Linked DNA regions of Sus scrofa: region 1 is linked to region 2. Evidence: chromatin contacts called from public HiChIP or PLAC-seq data. All regions are on one chromosome and are shown on one strand. Each heading gives the region's core, a stretch centred on a gene start, on an enhancer-like site or on the middle of the called end of the contact. The rest is flanking DNA. Distances are from core to core; before and after follow the strand shown.

Region 1 (5,176 bases), core at 2,436-4,935, 330 kb after region 2:
AAAGAAAAAAAAAAATCAGCCTTCAGGGTTTTAAGGTATAACAATTCAGTCTTGGAGCTCCCGCCATGGCGCAATGGGCTTGGCAGTATCTTGGGAGCATTGGGATGTGGGTTCAATCCCTGGCCTTGCTCAGTGGGTTAAGGATCTGGCATTGCTGCAGCCACAGCTTGGTTCCTGACTGTGACTCGGATCTGATCCCTGGCCTGGGAGCTCCATATACCACAGGGTGGCCAAAAAATTTTTAAAAATGAAGTCTGTGTGTATAGCAGCAACATCATAGACATCAAACTAAAGTTTTGTTTTTTGTACACAATAGTCCCGGGAAACCCACATATGAGTGGTTTCTCCAGAAAGATTCCGAAGGGGACACACCTTCTCTTATCAACTGGCCTTCCAGGTACCTCCCAAGCTGCACCTCCCCCTCGGCTGACTTGCACCAAAACTAACCCTTCTTGGCCTCCTTTTTAGTAGCAGGGCTCTTGGAAGCCACGTGTTCACAGGGGCCACTGCAAGTTACTTTTTGAACAGTTTTGCTTTTCTCCTGCTGCTGCCCTAACCCCTGCTAATAGTATTTACCTTCGCTTCTCTTTGTGAAAGCCTCTTGTCTGCACCCCTTTCCTCCTTTCTCGCCACCCACGTGCTGCCTGCAGGGGGCAGTAGCGAGGAGGTAACAGCATCTCTGCGGGGGCTCTCCTGACTCAGGGGAACCAGCTAGCATCCTAGGTTGCCGGTTTCCCAACCCGCTGTTCACGTGTCACAGCTCCGTGTAGGGCACGTGGTTTTAAAAGCAGGCAAAACCCCTTATCGGGTTCATTTTTAAGGTTGGGGGCAGGGAGAGGCGGAAAGAGTAAGAATGAATAAGTCATTGGCAGGACAAAGCACCCATATATTGAGTTTCTAACGGTCACTTTGTTCTTGGCTGAGGACAACATTCAGATTGTCTCTGATGAGAAGGACACATTCCACAGGAGAACTTGAACCACATTTCAGCTGCCTTTTGATTAGCAAAGCTTATAAATATGAAAACCTCCAACACTGGCTAGCCGCTGGGAAAAATAACAACTCAGAATGCTTTTTATCCCTGGAATTGTTCATAGTAACTGCCTTTTCTGTGTCCTTCATTTTTCTTTGATAAAATATACGTAGCTATCCTGCATCTTATGTTTAAAAAAAACCATGGAGGTGTTTTATATCAAACTTTGCAGGGGGTCTTTGTCCTTTAAGGAAATAGTCCCTTCCAAAAAAGTGAATCTCAGGAGCAATTATTTTTGTTGACTAATCTTATGTAAATGAAGGTTTTACATTCCCCAAGAAAGCACTTTTCCCACTTCAAAAGCATTCTGTATTTTTTAAAGATCATCTCCCATCAGTAATCCATTTTTCAGCAGTTTGAATGGTTTCACCTTCTTCACTAGGTGATACTTTTTAAAAAGTAAAAATAATAATGAGTTTGCACCACTGAACCTTACTCTTTGCTAAGCTCTAAACCCTGTGCCTTGCCAACATCACCCAGTCCATCTTGCCACAATTACTTCCATTTGAAAGGTAAAGCAGCTGAGGCAGGTAGGTTACCTGAGACCACACAGCTCCAACTGGCCAAGTCAGGCTTTAAAAAGAGGTCTCCTGGGACCCACAGCTGGAGCTCCTGGCCAATTTGCTTCTGCAGTAATAAGAAAAGGTCAGAGTTCCTGTCGTGGCTCAGCATTTAATGAACCCGACTAGCATCCATGAGGATGTAGGTTTGATCCCTGGCCTTGCTCAGTGGGTTAAGGACCTGGCATTGCCATGAACTGTGGTGTAGGTCACAAACTCAGCTTGGATCCTGAGTTGCTGTGGCTGCGGATGTGGTGTCGGCCTAGGAACCTCCATATGCTGTGAGTGTGGCCCCAAAAAGACAGAAAAGAAAAAGGAAAGTTCAGTTGCTTTGATGATGGATTTCAGTTTTGCTCTCAGATAGATAGTTCTAGAAACAACCAAGAGCCCTGTCTTTTTAGATGAGTTTTTCCCTGAGGGCCTAATGGCAGTTCCAGAGGGGAGAAAATAATTCAGCACATTAACCTTTCAACAGAGATCTTTCCACTAACATTCTTCTTAGTGCTTGACTTGTGAGAAGTGATGTCTTAACTGGTCACACGTTTTCTGAATGAATGGAGCCTGCATGGCATGAAAAAGCTTGTGACCATTTCGTTGAATGCTTGAAAAGGGGTGATCCTTTGTAGTATCTTGAGCTCAAGAAAAAATAACAATAATCGCGAATGTTCTGCTATTTCCAGGAGACAGTGAAATTACATTTGGTCTATAAACAGCATCCCTGCCTGGAAACGACCCCCCAACACCCACCCCAGTCCATAGAAGAGGCCATATATGTGGAACGCTTACTGATTCAGAGCCACCCTTATGCATAGGGGTGGTGCATATTAATGAAGTCCTCTGTGGCTTCTGAATATTCATTTAGTCGGAAGGCATCTGTTCCAGGGTAGCATGTGAACCCTCTTAGCTTTACAGCAGACAGAGTGACTTCGGCCTCACTTACATGGATAATGTGTGTGCATTTGGAATCTCAGAGTCCTTTCTCTGGCAAGTGCCAGTGGTTTCGGACCCTGACGGCCCCCCCCTTCCCCCTCCCCCCTCCAAAATGCTTTTCCGTTCTCTGAGCATCTCTGATCTGCACACCCGTGCTCTCTTCCCCTTTAAGCAGTTATTCCACTCGGCCACTTAAAACCCTTTTCTTTCTTAAAGAGTTAAAGTTAGAGAAAAATTGGTGAGAGAGGAGAGCGCTCGGAGCAGCCCCGAACTGGCCTCGGAGTCCCTAACTCAGAGGAGACACCAGCCAGCACCAGGCCATCCGCTGGCCTTTCAGTCGGAAAACTCCGCCTTCGAGAGGGTCTCGGGCAGGGTGGCCGGCTCGGCCCGACAGCCCATCCGAGGCTACGTCCAGCCGGCCGATACCATTCACACCATCACGCTGGTGACGTCGGACACCCCCGCACACATCCCTGAGTCCGGCTGGGTGGGGCCAGCCGCTCGTGATGTCACAGAACCTCCCGCCTCGAAGGTTCTAGAAGGCGAGCAGAGCGTTACCGCAGCTCTCCATATCAGTGAATCAAAAGGAGAAGAAGAGGTGCCCTTTTCGGAAGGTCTCAAGAAAGGTGGGAAAACGCTTGTAGCTTTGGAGGATCATGGCCTCGGGAGAAGCCGGGAGGACCGGCCTGGAGCCGGGGACATGAATGAACCAATGAGAAGCACCGTCACCTTGGAAACGCGGAACGAACCAGAAAGCCTGGTCCGCCCACCTCCCGCTCAGCACTCGCCACCGCCGCCGCCGGAGAGGACCGGTAGGAGCGAGATGGTGGTGTACGTGCAGAGCGAGTCTGGACCCCAAGGTCCCAAGAAGGAGGCGCCCACCAGGAAGCACAAGGTCCTCACCCGCTCCCTGTCTGACTACACGGGCCCCCCTCAGCTTCAGGCCCTGAAGGCCAAGGCCGTGGTGTCCAAGCCAGACCCAGAGCCGCAGAGGTCCAAGGCTGAGCTGGAGATGGGCCAGCTAGACACCAAGGTCTCTGTCGCCCAGCTGCGTAACGCCTTCTTGGAGTCAGCCAGTGCCAGCAAGAAACCTGAACTGTAGGTGATATTGAACGTGTCCCTCCCCTTGTATCACTTGCACGTCCTTGGCAGAGTTACTGAGTTATTCACTCGTCGTCGTCGTGTGTGGTGTCCTGCTTCAAGTCTAATAGCTTAGCTCACCAGTGTGTACAGGGCAGACCCTACAGACATGGCTCCATGACTACCACTCTGCTTCGCCTACTAATGGGGAGCTCTGGAGTGTGGGGTTTCTGGAATGTTCCACCTCCCGGCCTGCATGGGAGAGGCATGTGTTGGGGTTGGGCGGTGTCCATGCCTTGACCCGCTGAGATGCCTAAACCTTTGCTTTATTCCTTCTCTCTGACCCCGCCCCATCTCCCTTCTGTCTACTTTCTCCCCACCGTCCTAAAAGCCATCCCCGGGTTGAGAGGTCAAGCAAAGGAGTTGGCTTGCCTACCGGTGTGGAGCGGGAGAGAGGGCCCCGGAAACCGAGACGCTATTTCTCTCCTGGTGAAAGTAGAAAGACTTCTGAGAGATTTAGAACCCAGCCCATAACCTCAGCAGAACGAAAGGAGACGGATAGGTAGGCACGTGTCTGTGAAGTTTGTGAGTCCAGGAGCTTAAATCCTACCGGATGTCCACCCCAGGGGCTGTCCTGATGCGGTTTCAGTGGGATGTGATGATTCCATAATTCCGTCTATGCAACAAGGAGATAACGTTACTTGGCTCTTAGAAATGTGTTTATTTAAAGATTCGTGAAAATATCACGGTACAGTGTTTTTTTCATTTTGTGGGAGTATCGTTGACTTAACGGTGTTGTATTAGTTTCAGGTTTACAGCAGTGAATCACTTATCCGTATACATATATCCCTTCTTTTTTTCCCCACCCTACGGTTTCAGATCGCACTCAGATGGTAAGGAGTGAGCAGCATTGTTCATTTAATGTTCTTAAATTCTTATGCTCCTGTTAAATTAGAATCTGGACTGACTGTCCACCAGATTTTACAGTGAAAATCATTTTAAGGGCTTTTATGTTCATTCTATCACTGTTTGTGCGTTTTTATTGTGTCATAGGCTAATGCATAAAAATGAAGGGGTTCGTCCATTATTATCAGTTGTGTTTAATAAGTCAAACTTATTGATAAGTCCTGGTGTGTCTTGAGGTGAACACCTGGCTGGGCTGTGTGCACACATACCCCACAGAGTCCGTCATTGCTGTGTGTCGTGCATATTCACAACTAGAATCGCCACCAGGAGGATATTCTTTAAGAGGCTTTAATTGCACTTTTATTTTTACTTTTCATGTGATGCTTTCCTTGGGTCTTCCACTCCCACCAGCTCACGGTTTGTTATTTTTTTGCTAATGTCTTTCCTAGGTCGACGTCACATTCAGAAATGCCAGCTGCGGAGGGCAAGTATCTCTTTGTCTTTTTCGTCTTTATCTTCCACCCAGATTAAATTTAGATAATCAGATGTTTGCTTTTGGAGAGAATGAGATTATGGAAGCTATTGCTTTCTTTTCTGCAGGTTTCCTCCCGTGAATATAATTAAAACTAGTTGAGATTTTTGCAGAGCTTTCCCTTATTTTTGAGAG
Region 2 (5,194 bases), core at 1,239-3,738:
GGGTTTGGGATTGGCAAAGGCACACTTTTGTATATGGAATGGATGACAATGGGGATCTGCTGTAGAGTGTAGGGAACTCTACCCAGTTTTCTGTGATAACCTATAAGGGAATGGATATGTATTTATGTAAAACTGAATCACTTTGGGAGTTACCATCGTGGCTCAGTGGTTAATGAATATGACTAGAAACCATGAGGTTGCAGGTTTGATCCCGGCCCTCGCTCAGTGGGTTAAGGATCCGGTGTTGCCGTGAGCTGTGGTGTGGGTCTCAGGCATGGCTCGGATCCTGCGTTGCTGTGGCTGTGGTGTCGGCCGGCAGCTGCAGTTCAGATTGGACCGCTAGCCTGGGAACCTCCACACGCTGTGAGTGCAGCCCTAGAGAAGACACAAAGACACAAGAACAAAAAAACGAAAACAAAAAACAAAAAACTGAATCGCTTTGCTGCACAGCCGAAAAGAACACAACATTGTAAATCAACTATAGTTCAATAAAATTAAAATTTTTTAAAAATGTTGTTGAAGGCTCCTAGTCTTTGGTGTTTGATTATAGCAGCCCAAGCTAATACAATTGCCCTGTTTTGTTTTGTTTGTTTGTTTTGGCTTTTTTGGCTTTTTAGGGCCACACCTGTGCCATATGGAAGTTCCCAGGCTAGAGGCCAAATCACAGCTGCAGCTGAGGCCTATGCCACAGCCATAACAATGCCGGATCCAAGTGAATCTTCAACCTACATATACCACAGGTCACAGCAATGCCAGATCCTTTAACCCACTGAGTAAGGCCAGGGATCAAATCTGTGTCCTCAAGGATACTAGTCGGGTTTGATACCACTGAGCCATGACAGGAATTCCCCCTGTGTTTTTGTGATGAGATGTTGAACAATGGGAAGCAGAGAGAGACAGTCTTTTTTTTTTTTTTCTTCTTTTTTATAACCACACCTGCAGCATATGGAAGTTCCCAGGCTATTGGTGGAATGGGGCTGAAGCTGCCAGACTACACTACAGCCAGAGCAATGCAGGATCCAAGCCAAAATTTGTGGCAATGCTGGATCCTTAACCCACTGAGTGAGGCCAGGGATCAAAGCTGCATCCTTACCAAGACTACTTCGGTTTCTTAACCTGCTGAGCCACAATGGGAACTCCAAGACAGTCTGAGACAGTTTCACCGGGAGTGAGACAGAGAAAGGCTGGGGTGGTAAAGGAGAAGCAGGAAACAGGACAGGGACAAACGCTGTTCCATGGCGTCATGAACCCTGAGGGTGTCTCTCCCAGGGGTCGTCTCCTGATTCCTTTTCCTAACTGTCAGCAGGAACCCACAGCCGGGTGGTAATCCCCCATGGGCTCTACCACCTGCAGCTAGAGCCCTCCCCAGCCTTAGGGGGCATGTGTTTAATGGTTGGGCGCTACTTTCCTACTGAAGTCGAAAATGCTGGAATCCTGGGCCGGCCAGTGTTAAACCGGGACTAGGCACAAATAGCTCCCTGCATTGTTCAACCACCACACAAGTTCCCTGTGCCTTTTAAAAATAGCAGCGCCGTGCTGGAAATTTCTGAAAGAAGACATGTTGAGGGTGTGTGTGTGTGTGTCTGCCACACCCTCCTCTATCTTGGTTCTGAGGAGGTACAGATTTAGAAACTTCTGGAAGGGGAAGGGGAAGGAAGACGTTAGCACAGCCACACCCACACATGCCCCATCACCTCAATTCACAGCCATGTCTGCACTGTGCCACCTTCCTCCCCAGAAACAGTGCCTTAGCTATATAACCTGCCTTCTCGAAGCTGCTAGGATGCATCCGTAGAGGAATTTGTCCGGAAATAAATATGTACATTTAAAACTCAGCCTTCCTGGTTGAGATCAATTGGAAAAAAAAGTTACACTGGGTCAGAGAGACAAAGAGGAAAAAAGTGGAGACATTTTACTTATGGACCAGAAAAGCTTTTTTTTTTTTTTTTAAATCTTTTTGGCTGCCCCAAGATACATGGAGTCCCAGGGCCAAGGATCTGATCCAAGCCGCAGTCGTGACCTAAGCTGCAGCTGCAGCAACGCTGGATCCTTAACCCACTGTGCCAGATCCGGGATCGAACCTACGTCCTAGAGACACCACCGATCCCTTTCCCCACAGCGGGAACTCCCAGAAATGCTTTTTAAAGGCAAACATCTCTCCCCTCCAGGAGTTCCTGCTCTGGTGCAAAGGGATCAGTGGCATCTCTGCAATGCCCGAATGCAGGTTCCATCCCAGAGCACAGTGGGTTAAAGGATGTGGGGCTGCTGCAGCTGTGACACAGGCGGCAACTGCGGCTTGGATCTGATCCCTGGCCTGGGAACTCCATGTGCTGCAGGGGAGGCCAAAAAAAGAAGAAAAAAAAAAATCTTCCCTCCAAGCTACCTTGAAGCCCCCCTCCCACAACCACCACCCACCCCAACAAACACGTGCACACACGTACACACATGGTTCCACATGAGCCTGACTCAGCTCCCCGCGGCTGTGCAACCAGCACTAGGGTGCCTACCCAACGTGAAAGAGGCCTCAGGCCCTCTGACCCTTGTTAGCAAAAATAGTGGTGCTTGGAAGCGACAGCTGGGATGGTTGGAATGGTTACAGACATTCCAAGAGGGCCAGACACTTCTGGGGGAGCCTGTGAGTCAAGATGGAGGTGGATGTGCTCCATGGAAGGAAAGAAAAAGCTTTAAAAAGGACTCAACCATCACCTATTTGCCTCAGAGAAAGAAAGTAGTCCAGCCACGAGGACTATACCCGGGGGGGCGGCTGGCACTCCCCACAGGGGCTGGAGACCTTTGTGTAAATCACACTCTCTTATTCCTACTGTTCTTAGCAGCGCTGCCCTTTAATTTCAGAAGCAGTTTTCCTGTCTCCCCAGGTAGCAAAAGCCAGCTCTTTCTGCTTGGATCGCACTTGCCAACGGACCAGGCACCTAAGGGGTCCAGGCTCAGGGTCAATTCCTGCGTCTATTCTGCTGATATTTTGGCCATTTCCTTCCTTTTTTGGCTCCCAGTCACTGCTTCCTGCCCCGTTCTCCCTGCTGATCTCTAAGCCAAGAGTGGTTATTGGGCACTTACTGCAACCTTAGACCAGATGCTGGGTTAGGAGGCGTGCATTCTGCCCTCCCATCAGCCCGCCCATCAGCACAATCACCTTCAAGAAGAAGACCGTATGATTCTCCCAAAAAGCCATGAACTTTAGTGCCAGGAGGCGGTGCAAGAAGCCAGAAACTTCATCGAGCACGTAGGAGGAAATGAGCTTCGTGAGATCCCATGGTTAAAGTGACAGAATTGGGATTCAAACCCAGATTGGTGGACTGGAAGCCTGCACTTTGCAGTAGTGTTTTACTGATTCCTGGAGGGCTTTCAGCTCTTTCTTCTCCCTTCCTCCCCCTCCTCCTCTCTCTAGTTTTTTGTTTTTGTTTTTTTTTATTTTCACTTTTTTTTTCTTTTTTAGGGCCACACTTTTGGCACATGGAGGTTCCCAAGGTAGGTGTCCAATTGGAGCTGCAGCTGCCAGCCACAGCCACAGCCATGAGGGATCCGAGCCATGTCTGTGACCTACACCGCACCTCAGGGCAATGCCTGATTCTTAACCCACTGATCGAGGCCAGGGATCGAACCTGCATCCTCATGGATCTTGGTCAGTTGGGTCTGACCAACTGTTGGGTCATGAAGGGAACTCCCCTCTAGGTGGTTTTGTATTTGACCTTGAGTAGTTTAAAATTTAGTTGGAGACTTTGGACATGAGATATAATGTGAGACCTAAGGAAGAGAAGTTCTAATGCAGAGACCAAGTCCATATAGTAAAGGGTCTGGAAGGCTTTCATTCCCAGGACCACCTGTGCATTCTCATTACCCATCCCACTGTTCATCACATTAGTCATTGGCACCCTGCAGTCAGCCTCAATTGGTTTCCAGACTATAGGATTTGTACTGTGTCTGGAATGCCCTTCCCTCACAACCCCTCCATCAGAAGTTAGTCTTCAAGACACAATTCAGAGGATTTCCTGTTGTGGCTCAGCATTAAAAAAAAAAAAAAAAAAAAAAACCTGACCAGTATTCATGAGGATGCAAGTTTGATCCCTGGCCTCACTCAGTGGGTTAAGGATCCAGCCTTACTATAAGCTGTGGTGTAGGTCACAGATGCAACTCAGATCCCACATTGCTGTGGCCATGGTGCAGGCCAGCATCTGTAGCTCCGATTCAACCCTTAGCCTGGAACTTCCATGTGCCATGGTTGCGGCCCTAAAAAACAAACAGACAAACAAAAAAGACACAATTCAGGTAGTAACTTCTTGGTGATGTTTTTTCAAGCTTCAGTTACAAGGAGCAGCATCCTTCTGTGTCCCTTTTCTACTTGATTAGCTCTCTCCACATGGATCTTTTTCTTTTTCTTCTTCTAGGAGTTTGTGGCTGTATGTTTCTCTCCCCCTACATTAAGCCTGAGAGTCAAGAGCACGACCTCAAAATTTCTTTGGCTCTAGAAGGATGTTAGACCTCCTGTTGCTATTCACTGAAATCTTCCTATGGAAAGGAACGCTGTCTTTTAGCAAAATCATGCATGAAATTCAACACCATCCATGCTGCACTGAGGAATTTTGTTCACTCTTGCTGTCAGATGCCACTGCCAGCAGGAAATTACTTCTAGCATCAGCCTTGGGATGTGCTAAATGAAGCTGAATTTCTTCATCCTGTTCATGTGGCAACAGGCAAATAGGGCATGGCATTTTGATTCTTCTCAGTAAGGTTCAAGAGGTCTTACAATTCAAATTAATAAGCCTTCAAAATTCATTTCACTGGGATTTTACGAAGCTTGCTTTCATCTGATGCAATAGCCAAAGCAAGCTTATTTGCTTGAGAAATGACCAACACCAAAAAATTATAGGAAAGGTCAGCAAATTCAATTGGTGGCTGGATTGCAAGGTCTGTGGGACATTGCCCAAGAGATCTCAGCAGTAATGGGGCCAATATTTCGATGTCTCCCCAGTCAGTATGGGAAAGGTCAGCAGGCAGTTTTTACAACTTGCCCTGAAATTGATCTTCATGTCTTTCTTTTCACACATGACCTATTTAGGAATGCAGGCTGAAAACCTCACCTCTATGAAAATTTTCAAAGGTTAGACGTGTGTTATTTACTTAAGGAATTCAAATATTTACCGAATGTTTATTGTGTACCAAACACAATACTAGGCCC

Evidence for each region. HiChIP or PLAC-seq counts read pairs in DNA pulled down with a chosen protein or histone mark.
Region 1: a contact with region 2 is called in an H3K27ac HiChIP or PLAC-seq map of skeletal muscle. The contact joins two enhancer-like sites. A contact is called at or near these places in 2 of 2 datasets of contacts at active chromatin or transcription factors (alveolar macrophages and skeletal muscle).

The regions. Positions count from the first base shown.
Region 1 is chr10:41,377,261-41,382,436 of Sscrofa11.1, forward strand. SVIL (supervillin) reads left to right here. Exons shown (of 36, transcript XM_021064788.1): 9 at 4,959-4,993. Among named protein-coding and RNA genes, the nearest start is that of SVIL, 200 kb to the left of the region's middle. Within about 2 kb of position 3,686, at least 4 of the 83 cell types and tissues checked have an H3K27ac peak or open chromatin away from gene starts, as enhancers often do. A contact at or near this core is called in skeletal muscle, where this site is marked.
Region 2 is chr10:41,047,358-41,052,551 of Sscrofa11.1, forward strand. No RefSeq gene overlaps it. Among named protein-coding and RNA genes, the nearest start is that of SVIL, 130 kb to the right of the region's middle. Within about 2 kb of position 2,489, at least 11 of the 83 cell types and tissues checked have an H3K27ac peak or open chromatin away from gene starts, as enhancers often do. A contact at or near this core is called in skeletal muscle, where this site is marked.